2 separate regions of the Mus musculus genome follow, and region 1 is linked to region 2. A link is a contact called in public Hi-C data. All regions are on one chromosome and are shown on one strand. Each heading gives the region's core, a stretch centred on a gene start, on an enhancer-like site or on the middle of the called end of the contact. The rest is flanking DNA. Distances are from core to core; before and after follow the strand shown. Region 1 has its middle 230 kb from the start of Ddx18. Region 2 has its middle 36 kb from the start of Ddx18.

The links. A called contact is a pair of places that touch in the nucleus more often than the background predicts.
Region 1: a Hi-C map of the N1E-115 cell line shows a contact between it and region 2, with 5 times the contacts expected there. The contact joins two enhancer-like sites. A contact is called at or near these places in 18 of 484 Hi-C or Micro-C datasets (the N1E-115 cell line, cerebellum, cerebral cortex and 5 more).

What each region holds. Positions count from the first base shown.
Region 1 is chr1:121,792,236-121,797,637 of GRCm38.p6, reverse strand. No RefSeq gene overlaps it. Among named protein-coding and RNA genes, the nearest start is that of Ddx18, 230 kb to the right of the region's middle. Within about 2 kb of position 2,072, at least 4 of the 459 cell types and tissues checked have an H3K27ac peak or open chromatin away from gene starts, as enhancers often do. A contact at or near this core is called in the N1E-115 cell line, where this site is marked.
Region 2 is chr1:121,601,720-121,606,626 of GRCm38.p6, reverse strand. No RefSeq gene overlaps it. Among named protein-coding and RNA genes, the nearest start is that of Ddx18, 36 kb to the right of the region's middle. Within about 2 kb of position 1,301, at least 17 of the 459 cell types and tissues checked have an H3K27ac peak or open chromatin away from gene starts, as enhancers often do. A contact at or near this core is called in the N1E-115 cell line, where this site is marked.

The sequences.
Region 1 (5,402 bases), core at 823-3,322, 190 kb before region 2:
AGAGAGAGAGAGAGAGAGAGAGAGAGAGAGAGAGACAGAGAGACAGAGAGACAGAGAGACAGAGAGAGACAGAGACAGAGACAGAGAGAGACAGAGACAGAGACAGAGACAGAGGCAGAGGCATCAACTAATAAAAGAATTTAATTTAACACCAAAATGAAACAAATTAATTAACCTAGTGAAAGTTGTGAGGTTGTGGTGAAAACAAGAAGCCTGACGCATGCCCTCCTCAAGGTCCACACCTTTGATAAGCATAAAGTGAGATGGAGTTTGTGATCTTTTCTGCCTGTCATGTGTCCCACAAACCATAAAGAACCATTGAACAGCATTACTGACCTAGCTGTAAGGATTAAGTCGGGAGTGGATATTACCAAGATACACTGTGGATATCTATGAAATTGTCAAGGAATAAATCAAAGAGACTATAATGAGAGGACATGGAAAAGGAACTTGGGTCACTGGTCACATGTTCTTCAAGGGATATGGTCTTAGTCAGGGCCCCAGCTTCCTCTTTTCCTCCTGGCTACCACAAAGTGAGCAGCTGCGCTCTACCACACACTCATCACCAGGCTTTTCTGTCTCACCGTAGGACCAAAAACAAGGAGCCAACGCCCACGGACCAAAGCCTTTATAGGTTATCTCAGGGGTTCTGGGAAAGTTAACACAAAACTGACAAGCATAGCATCTTCCCTGAATGGATCAATAAGGATCAGGATCAAATAACATTTGGGTTTTCAAGTCTGCATTGCAGCCATTAAAAAGTTAAGACAAGTTGTATATAACCACTGAAAGGTCTTCAAAGAAGCACTGACAGATAGACCAAGTGAGTCTCTTGCAGATTCCCTCGCCTGTCTGATCTTCCCCAAGTATCATCTGCTGTCACAGATCCTTCCAAGTCACCTCTTAGCTCTTCATCAGATTGTACTCAAGCTCTGGCCACCCCATTGATCCTGCTTCGTGCTATGGCATCAGTCACTTCCCTTCCTACTGAAGATCAGTGTAACCGAGGTTAATATTCATTCTACTTGAGTTTGATACTCAGACCCTCGGATCCTTAAGGACTGGAGATAAATTAAAGACAGAAGAGATATGCCATGTGGGTAGATGCTGGGAATCAAACCGATGTCCTCTGGATGAATACCCAGGGCTCTTACAGGAAGAGCTATCTCTTCAGCTCTTCTAGAACAACTGTTTGTTTGTTTGTTTGTTTGTTTGTTTGTTTGTTTGTTTGTTTGTTGTAAGAAATAATACAAGTGGCAAGTGAGGTATGTCCAACTGAGTTTGATATCCTGAAACATGGTCATGTTGTTTTTATTTAACATGTATGTGTGTTTGTCTACATGTATGTCTATGCACCACAAACCTGTGAATGCTAGAAGACATCAGCATCTGCAACCACAGCACTGAGGTGCTAGAGACAGGTGGAGCCCAGGGGTTCACTATTTGGCCATACAGACCACTTGATGAGCTCCTGGCCAGTCAGAAATCCTGTCTCAAAAATACAAGGTGGGTGGTGCCTAAGGTAGGACAGATGAGGCTGTGATCTACATTCCGAATGTGTGTGCATGTATGCACACACATTCATCAGTGTGCATGTAGAGGGGGTAGAAGAGGTGCTGTTCTCTACATTTCACATACATGTGCATGAACATCCACACACCAATCGGCACAGAGACAAAGTGGAGAAGATAATGATGTCTGCATTCCACATGCAAGGTCTGTCCAAGCTTGGCAGCCTCCTGAGAGCAAATAGTCTCTCTTTCTTGGAAGCAAGCTCGAGGGAAGACTATAAATACTTAAACATTAATATTGTTATCCTTGTCACATGAAAAAATGAATTAATGATTTCCTGGATGTTCTCTGGGACTGACCTCGGTGGCTCCATCCTGTGTTCTGTTCATCTTATTACCAATTCTTCCCTAAAGTCTTTCCTCCTTAGAGTCAGGAACTGTCATCTGTAAGTAATGGGCCATGCACACAGATCCTGCTCCTGCAATGAGTGTGGCTAGGGTAATATTCCCACCCCCTCTCCCGGGTCTCCACGGGGTATCCAAAGCCTGCGTGTCATCCCTGAGCAATTTTCATCAACTCTCTCAGAACTTGCCTGAGGAGAGGAGGGGGGCTGGAGCGGAACTGTCTCTTTAATGGGATTTTAATGTGATCTTCAGCAAACTAATCTTATTTAGATATCATAGGAAGCCGTGTAATCTCATCTGGGCACTCTTATTTCCTACAGAAGAAGGGAAAGCTTTGTAATTCATTTTCGGCAACAGGAACACTTTAATAAAACCGGCTTCCGAAGGTTAAATGATCAGACAAACAGCTGCAGCCCCAAGACCCTCTATCCATCTCTTTGATTGGGGCAACCGTGACAACAAAATGACCACTCCTAAGGTAGTTTAAATACAGCCTGTGCTAAGCTTAGCTCGTCTGCTGCCATATGCCTTTTCCAATCCTTTACAGTCCTGTGTGTGGCTGCTGAGGGTGTCCACAATGAAAAAAAGACTGAGGGTCTGGGTCCATACCATAGTTCTAGAAGGGAGCCAAGCCCAGAGAAACAAAGAGCATATGGTAGAACACATATGTGGAGTTGATGTCATAAAAGAAGAGAGTTAACAGAAACCAGGCTGGTCAAGAGTAGAATCAGGTAGTGGTGTTTGCCAAAGAATTACTACCCAGATATAGGCAAGACAGACAGATCAAAGGACCCAATTCTGGAAAGCGCTTGTTTTGCTAGCATGATGACCTATGTTTTTTGTTTTTCTGTTTTGTTTTGTTTTTTGTTTAAAGAAAAGAAAAAAACAGGCATGGTAGCAATGCATGTAATCCTTGTACTGGGGAGATAGGACAGGAGGAGCCCTGGGGCTACCTAGCCAGCCATCTAGTCAGCTTATTTAACAAGTTCCAGCTTTAATGAGAGACTCTGTCTCAAATACAACAGGGTGGGTGATATCCTGAAAGGTATCTTCCTCTGGCTTCTGCACATGCATACACAAGCACACATGTGCATATGCACACACACTTGCACATGAACATATATACATACACATGTAAAAACTAAAAATTCAAAAAGAACAATTTTAATAGGCCTATCTCACAGTACAGTGAGTATAGTTACTCATTTATATGTCATATTCATGAAAATGCCAAGAAGGTATATAGATCATTAAGTGTTGCCTCCATGAAAGCCATAATTATGTAATGGAATAAGTGTGTTCATTCAATAGCTTTAACCTCTCATAATATATATATAGACTTCAAAACATCATATTGTTCAGAATATACATATATGATTTAAATGTCATTTGAAAATAAATGTTAGTGTAGCTTTGAATCATTCTAAGCTTTTGTTTCTTTCCTGGAAATGATGACACAATGAATTAGGTTAAGACATACAGTCACCTGGGCTAGGAAAATGGCTCTGTGGGATAGAATATTTGTCTTAGTTGAGTTCTATTGCTGTGAAGAGACACCATGACCACAGCAACTCTTGCAAAGGAAACTATTCAATGGGGACTGGCTTACAGCTTCCGAGGTTTAGTCCCTTATCATTATAACAGGAAGCATGGCAACATATTGGCAGACATGGTGCTGGAGAAGGAGCTGAGAGTTCTACATCCAGAGTAGCAGACAGCAGAAAGAGACTGTGAGCCACTAGGTCTGATTTGAGCTTCTGAGATCTCAAAGTCCACTCGCTATTGATGCACTTCCTCTAACAAAGCCATATCTACTCCAACAAGGCCACACCTCCTAATAGTGTCACTCCCTATGGATCTATGGGGGCTATTTTATTCAAACCACCACAGCACTCATCACACAAACCTGAGGAACTGGGTTTAAGTCCCTAGAACCCAAGCAAAAGCCTAGCATGGCATAGGGGTCACTATAGCCTCGACACTGGTGACCAGCAAGCCTTGCAGAGCAGTTGGGGTCCAGGTTCATTGAGAACCTACACTCTATTTTGCTTCCTGTTCCTGTGATAAAACATACTGAGCCAAAGCAACTTAAGGCATTTCACAGTCCATTGCTGAGAGAAGCCAAGGCAGGAACTCAAGCAAGAACTGTGGAGGAACACTTCATGCTGTCTCACTCACAGGGTTATATGCTCAGCTAGCTTTGGTGATTAGCCCAGATCCACCTGCGACAATGGTGCCCCTCATAATGGTCTGTGCCCTCCCACATGAATTATCAATCAAGACAATCTCTCACGGACAGGGCCACAGACGTCTCCATCTAACTGAGCCAATTCTTTTGTTAAACTTGCTCATTCCCAAGTGACTTTAGGTTGTGTCAAGTTGACAATGAAAACTAACACCACACTCTGCCTCAAGAAATAAGTGGACCGAGACAGAAGACATCAAGATGTAACTCCAGCCTCCCCACAGGCACAATCACCAACACACACACAGGCATGCGTACACACACACTCGTGCACACACATGCACACAAACACACATGCATACACATGCACACACACATGCATAAACACACATGCATAAACACACACATACATAAACACACACACGCACACACACATGCATGCACACACACGCACACACATGCACACACACAGGCACACACACACACACACACACACACACACACACACTTACTTATGCTTACACCACAAAGATTAAGAAGTTGCTTTCTGGGCTTCCCTCCTTCTTCCCCCGGGAAGGAGCTGGCTGTCAATCATCTCCATGGCTTTCTCCGAGTCCTGCCTCTTCACTGTCATCCCAACCTTGCCTCTCATTGCCATAATTTCAGCCACTTGCTTCTGATTAAGTACCATTTCCCAATCTCTATTATTTTGGGATTTGATCATCCCCATTGCAATCAGACAGCTTGGCTCTATCACAGCATCAGCTCTCATCAGCCCTGACTATAAAGGATAGCCACCAGTGCCCTGGGGTTGCTGAATGTCCTGTCCACATTCCATTTGGTGCCTTATGTCCCACAGGCTCTTCTAGGTAACCAACTGAGCTCCTCTGCTTGTAACAGGTCACCTACTCCAACACATCCTGGCTCCTGAACCCTTTGGTCCTTTCTTCTACTGTCTGACACAGATCTGGGATCTTTACTTCCCACTGCATTCACTAAGCTTCCAAGTGTTAACCCACATCTCATTAGCACAGTACCCTGAGGTCCTTTTCCACATCGTGGAAGAGTTAAATCCAGTGTGGAGACAGCACTCTCATTTTGATCAGTTCTCTTTATTCAACGTTGTGTTTTATCACCTTTGAGTCAGTAGACTCGGGATCTAACCATATGTGTGCATCCCATCCCATTGCTGTAGGTTTGTCAGAGCTGGCTAGCTCCTGCAGCTCCCACTTTCAGGTTAGAGTCCCTTTTAGTTTCTATCCTTCTACCAACCTGACTTCTCCTGGCCACCGTGTGTGTGT
Region 2 (4,907 bases), core at 52-2,551:
TTTGTGCTTGCAAGGCAACGCTCTATGAACTAAACTACCTCCCCAGCCTAGTATGTTACTTTTAATTCCAAAATGTCTCTAAATATAGGCAGTTTATCCTATCTGCTCTTCTAGGTGGAAAAGACCTATGCTGGAGAGATGGCCCCATGGGTACAAGCACTTGCTGTGCAAGCCTGCGGACCTGTTTTGATTCCCTAGAACCATCGCAAAAGCCAAGACACAGTAGTGGAAGCACCTGTAATCTCAGTACTCCTACAGGGAGATGGAAGACAAAGATGGGAGAATCTCAGAAGCTAATGGTATATAGCTGTCAAGTTGTCAATCACCCTAATATGTATAGGTGAGTGTGTTTGTATGTATCTGACACAGGATATCCTCAAGAGCCATTCCACAGGAAGCATCCACCTTCTTTTTGAATACAGCAAAAAGTACAAGAGAGACTCAGTCTCAAACAAGGGAGAAGGCAAGGACTGACACCCGAGGTTGTCCTCTGACCTCCACACACACCATGGCCCATGTGCACTATGTTCACAAACAAAATTTGGTACACAGAAAGAGAAAGGGGGAAAAAAAGCACGCTCCCCACATTAACCGGCATGCCTGGCATCAGAAGACAGGGTTCTGGGTCTTACCTTGGAAGCCAGGTACTAGCTACACTGCCCTCTCTAGTTCCACCTTTGCCTCTTTCGTGTTTCCTCTTGAGCCATTCTATCCTGAAGTCACCTTGGATTCCAAGAACAACAGAAATGACCTATAAGGACCTTAGTGACAAGGGACTAAAGCTGCCTCCAAACTATAAAGAGCCTTACAGTCAAGACCATTCACAAAATGAATGCAATAATCAATCTATCAAGGTAAGGTCGCACCCTGGACTAGAAAGTAAGGTCTCGTGGGAACCAGATTGCTCCCCTCAAGTGATCATGGTAATCCCAGTTTCTTCAATCCCCCTGGAAGAGCCAGACCTGAGCTAATGACCAAGCAGATGCTACCTTGAGAAGGCTGTTTAACCCACCGCAGCATTGTCTCTACTTAAACCCAGTGCTCCTGTAAGGGAAGCATGGGGTCACTAGTCCTCCCCCCAGGAGACACTAAACAAATCTTTTCTTATTTTCACATCGCTTGTCTCTAACTGGTGAATTGAAACTCATCGGCCTGCCTCCTTCTTTTGGACTTCCAGAGCTGAGACCTTTGCCCTGCAGCTTCACTTACAGCACTCCGATTGCAGCACTCACTTCCAAGTCTAGGCCTCCGTTACCAGCAGCTCCCATTGCTTTGCTGGCTCTTGAGCTCCCACTCTTGGAAGCCAGCTGTCATACCAGGGGAAAACCCTAAGAAGCCTGAGGAGGCTCCCAGGAGGAGGGCTCCGGGGACTGCCAGGCATGTGGGTCTATCTTCCTACAAGCCATTCCTCCATCTGTTAATACGGTCCACCTGGCTGATAAATGGGTCAAGAAGAGACATGCTATCCAAGCTAAACAGACACCAGCTCCCTGGACAAATAATCACTGCTATTTTAAGCCATTAAACTGGCTGTGTTTTGTTAGGCAAAAGTTGGCTCCTGTCATGTTATGGGAAGGGATTTGCTCTTCTAAAAGATGAAATTAAAGTTCAATGTTTCAAAAACAGTAACCTCCTAACTTCTTTTAGGAGAACATAATGAAACTGTTTTCCTTCTTACCCCAGGATAACTCCATGAAGCCTTCCCAGTCTCTTGTCCTCTGGCCTCCAACTTGTGCTGTTCTGTGCCTCCCCTTCCCCACTTCCTTCCCTTCCCCCACACAAATACATAGAAGACATTTTTTCAGAAAAAGATTACAACTCATGCAGATGTTTTTCCTTGTAATTATTCCCTGACTAACAGTTTAACAAAAATCTGCATGACACTTACATCATACTTGGTATTATAAGTAATGTAGAGATTATTTGTTATCTCTAGAGTTATGCATATGGGAGTGTACAGGTTACATGCATACTCTACACCATTTATAAAGGGGATTTAAACATCCAAAGATTTTGGTGCCCATGAGGTTCCTGGAGTCATATTCACAGAAGATACTAGAAATGCTGTGCTTCTTTGAAGACCTTATTTCCAAATATAATCGCTATGTAGGATGGTTATTCTTCATTGTGAATTTGACCACATCTGGAATTAGCTAAGAACCACATGGCTGGACAGAGCTGTGAGGGATTTTTTTTCTTAATTAAATCATTTGAAGTGGGAAGGCACAGTTATAATCCGATGTAGGAAGATCCACCTTTAATCCAGGTTTTTGAAGTAGAAAGATCAACTTTTAATCTGGACCATACATTGTGCTAGCATTCTATGTGGAAGAAGGAAGCTTGCTCTCTCGCTCTTTGATTGTTTGCTCCCCCTTGCAAGTCCATTCCTTACTGGTATTAGAGCCTAGTTCTTCAGGACTCTAGTGTATACTGAAGAGCAACAAAGACATCCAGCCTCTCAGACTGAAGAACATCTGGATTCTTGAACCTTCTGTTAATAGATAGCCATTGTTGGACTAACCAAACCACAACCTGTAATCTATTCTAATAAATTCTCTTTATAGAGAAAGGGAGATTCAGCCTATAAATTCTGTTCCTTTAGAGAACCCTGACTAATACACTAGGACCAGGGAATCAGCACATAAATTTTGAGGTTTATTCTGCTGTCTTTACAGATGTTTATAACAAAGATGATCATTTAATTGATCATATGTCAAGGACCTGATACCTCATTTTTTTCACTTTCTTCTTACAACAACAACAATAATAATAATCTGAATAGTCCCCACTCTTTTAGACTGACAAAGCTAAGCCTAAGAGGGTTGAACAGTATTGTGTGACAATTTTTTCCAAGATAAAACATTCCCTCTTGTAGGAAAGTTCATTAAGAAGTGTGGTGTTCTAATGGGAGTTTAAACATTCCATCCTACAGGGAAGCTCCTTAAGCTAAGGAAGTAAATAACTCACCAGTTTCAGGAAGTCCCTGAAACTGAGAAGATTCACTAGGTACCTCCATTTCTAAGTATATATCAGCATTAAGGACTGCTTAGATACACTCTCAGACTAGCTTAGCTACCTAGAAGAGACAGAGACCATCTGAGTTGCCTGGAAGACACTCAGAACAACTGAGCTGCCCAGAAAACATACTTTTCAACCTGTTAAGCTGCTGTTAAACTCCCTATTGCCAGCTTTTCAGAGCTGTCACCCATGCTCGGCTGGGTTTGGTGGTGCTTGTTGTCTTTGAGTCATTTCTGCTCCTGTAAGTAACCTCTCTCATACACACACACCCTGTTCGCCAAGTTAGACTTTTGTGGTATCCATATTTTGGCCTGTCATTGGTTCCCTGGGGTGAATACACATTTATTCTTATCTCCTTAGGGACAGTGTCACACAGAAAGTATCCTGTTTGTGGTCTTAGAGCTGGTAATCAGAACTGGGATCCAGATACAGGTCTGTGGGTTTCCAGGGCACATACTTACCTAAGGCACAGTTGTTATTTGGTTGTTTGGATGGTTTGTTGGTTTAGTTTGTAACCCTGCTCAGCCTCTGGAATACTGGGACAGAATCACAGGCATGCACCACTTCACATAGTATTCTTTCTACGTTTTATCCCCTCCTCCCTTTAGACATTAATCAAGGACCTGTTAAAAGCAGCACTAAGCAAGCAAGCAAGCATAAGCTGGAGGGAGGAGAAGATCAGGCAAATTCACCCGTCTTGTACTTAGGTTCATCCTGACTCGGTATTCTGGGAGTCAGCTATGAAGTAACCAAGGAAACTACAGCTGCTTACTGGCATTTGTATTTCCCAATGGTTAAAGTGCTCCTTTGTGACAATACAACTCTGAAACCTCAGTCAGAATCCTCTGGCTATATCTGAAATAGAGGCATCAGGACATTTTCCCAATGGCTATATGTGCACATCAACAAATACCATGTTAAACAGGGAAGGAAAAAGCATGGGCACCATGTCCTCAGAGTGCATACAGTGGAGTAGGACCAAATTAAGGTGTACCCAAGTGAAAGAACTTAATGATGTTGCGTGTAGTTTTTTAAAACATACTCTATCGCCTTTGCCCGGGAGCTACCATGCTCTGGCCCCTTCTGGCTCCCTTTTGTCCCACCCAGCTCCGCTCCAGGATCGATCGCGATCAGTCCCCACCCATGCTCCCAGGCTAAGGTGGTAGCATGATTTTTTAAAACTACATGCAACATAATGATGACACTGCAAGAGGGAGGAGATCATAGGAAACTTCTCAAGGACTATGGAGATAACACAGTGCACACCTGCCATATGGGTAAGACGACCTGAGTTCAGATCCCCAACACCCAGGTAACAACAGACATGGCTGCGTGTATTAGAGTTACACTCTATGATCCCAGTACTTCGAGGAATAGACGGGAAGATGGGACAGAAGCCTGCCTGGAGTAAATGGTGGTGAACATCAGGAGAGTCTGTTTCAAATGCATGCCTCTCCACCCCTGGTTGAGCAGTTCTCCCCAGGTGCCTCCTGCCTGGCTTTCCTCAAAGCAAATCAAACAGGCATGCCTTCATGAGGCGGCCTTTATTTTTCTTTTCATCTCCTTCCTTGGTGCCACTAATCAAATTCCTGATTGTGCTCAGCCAACCCTGAAACCGAATGTTACTGAACCGTCCTGGCTTCTTGCTTCTATTTTTGTTGTTCTTAAATCTAAACTCCTCTGAAGTGAAGAAAAGAAAAAAAGAAAAAACAATCTACGTCTAAATTGACTGAAAAACTAGAACTCCAGCAGAACCTATGGCCACGGGTCTCTCCCTGCCCGTCACAGACCAGGAAATTCTTCAGAGTTGATTATAAGGAACCCAATGGCACTGAAATTACCCCCTGAGAACAGGTACAACATGTTGTCTGGAATGACCTAAGTATCAA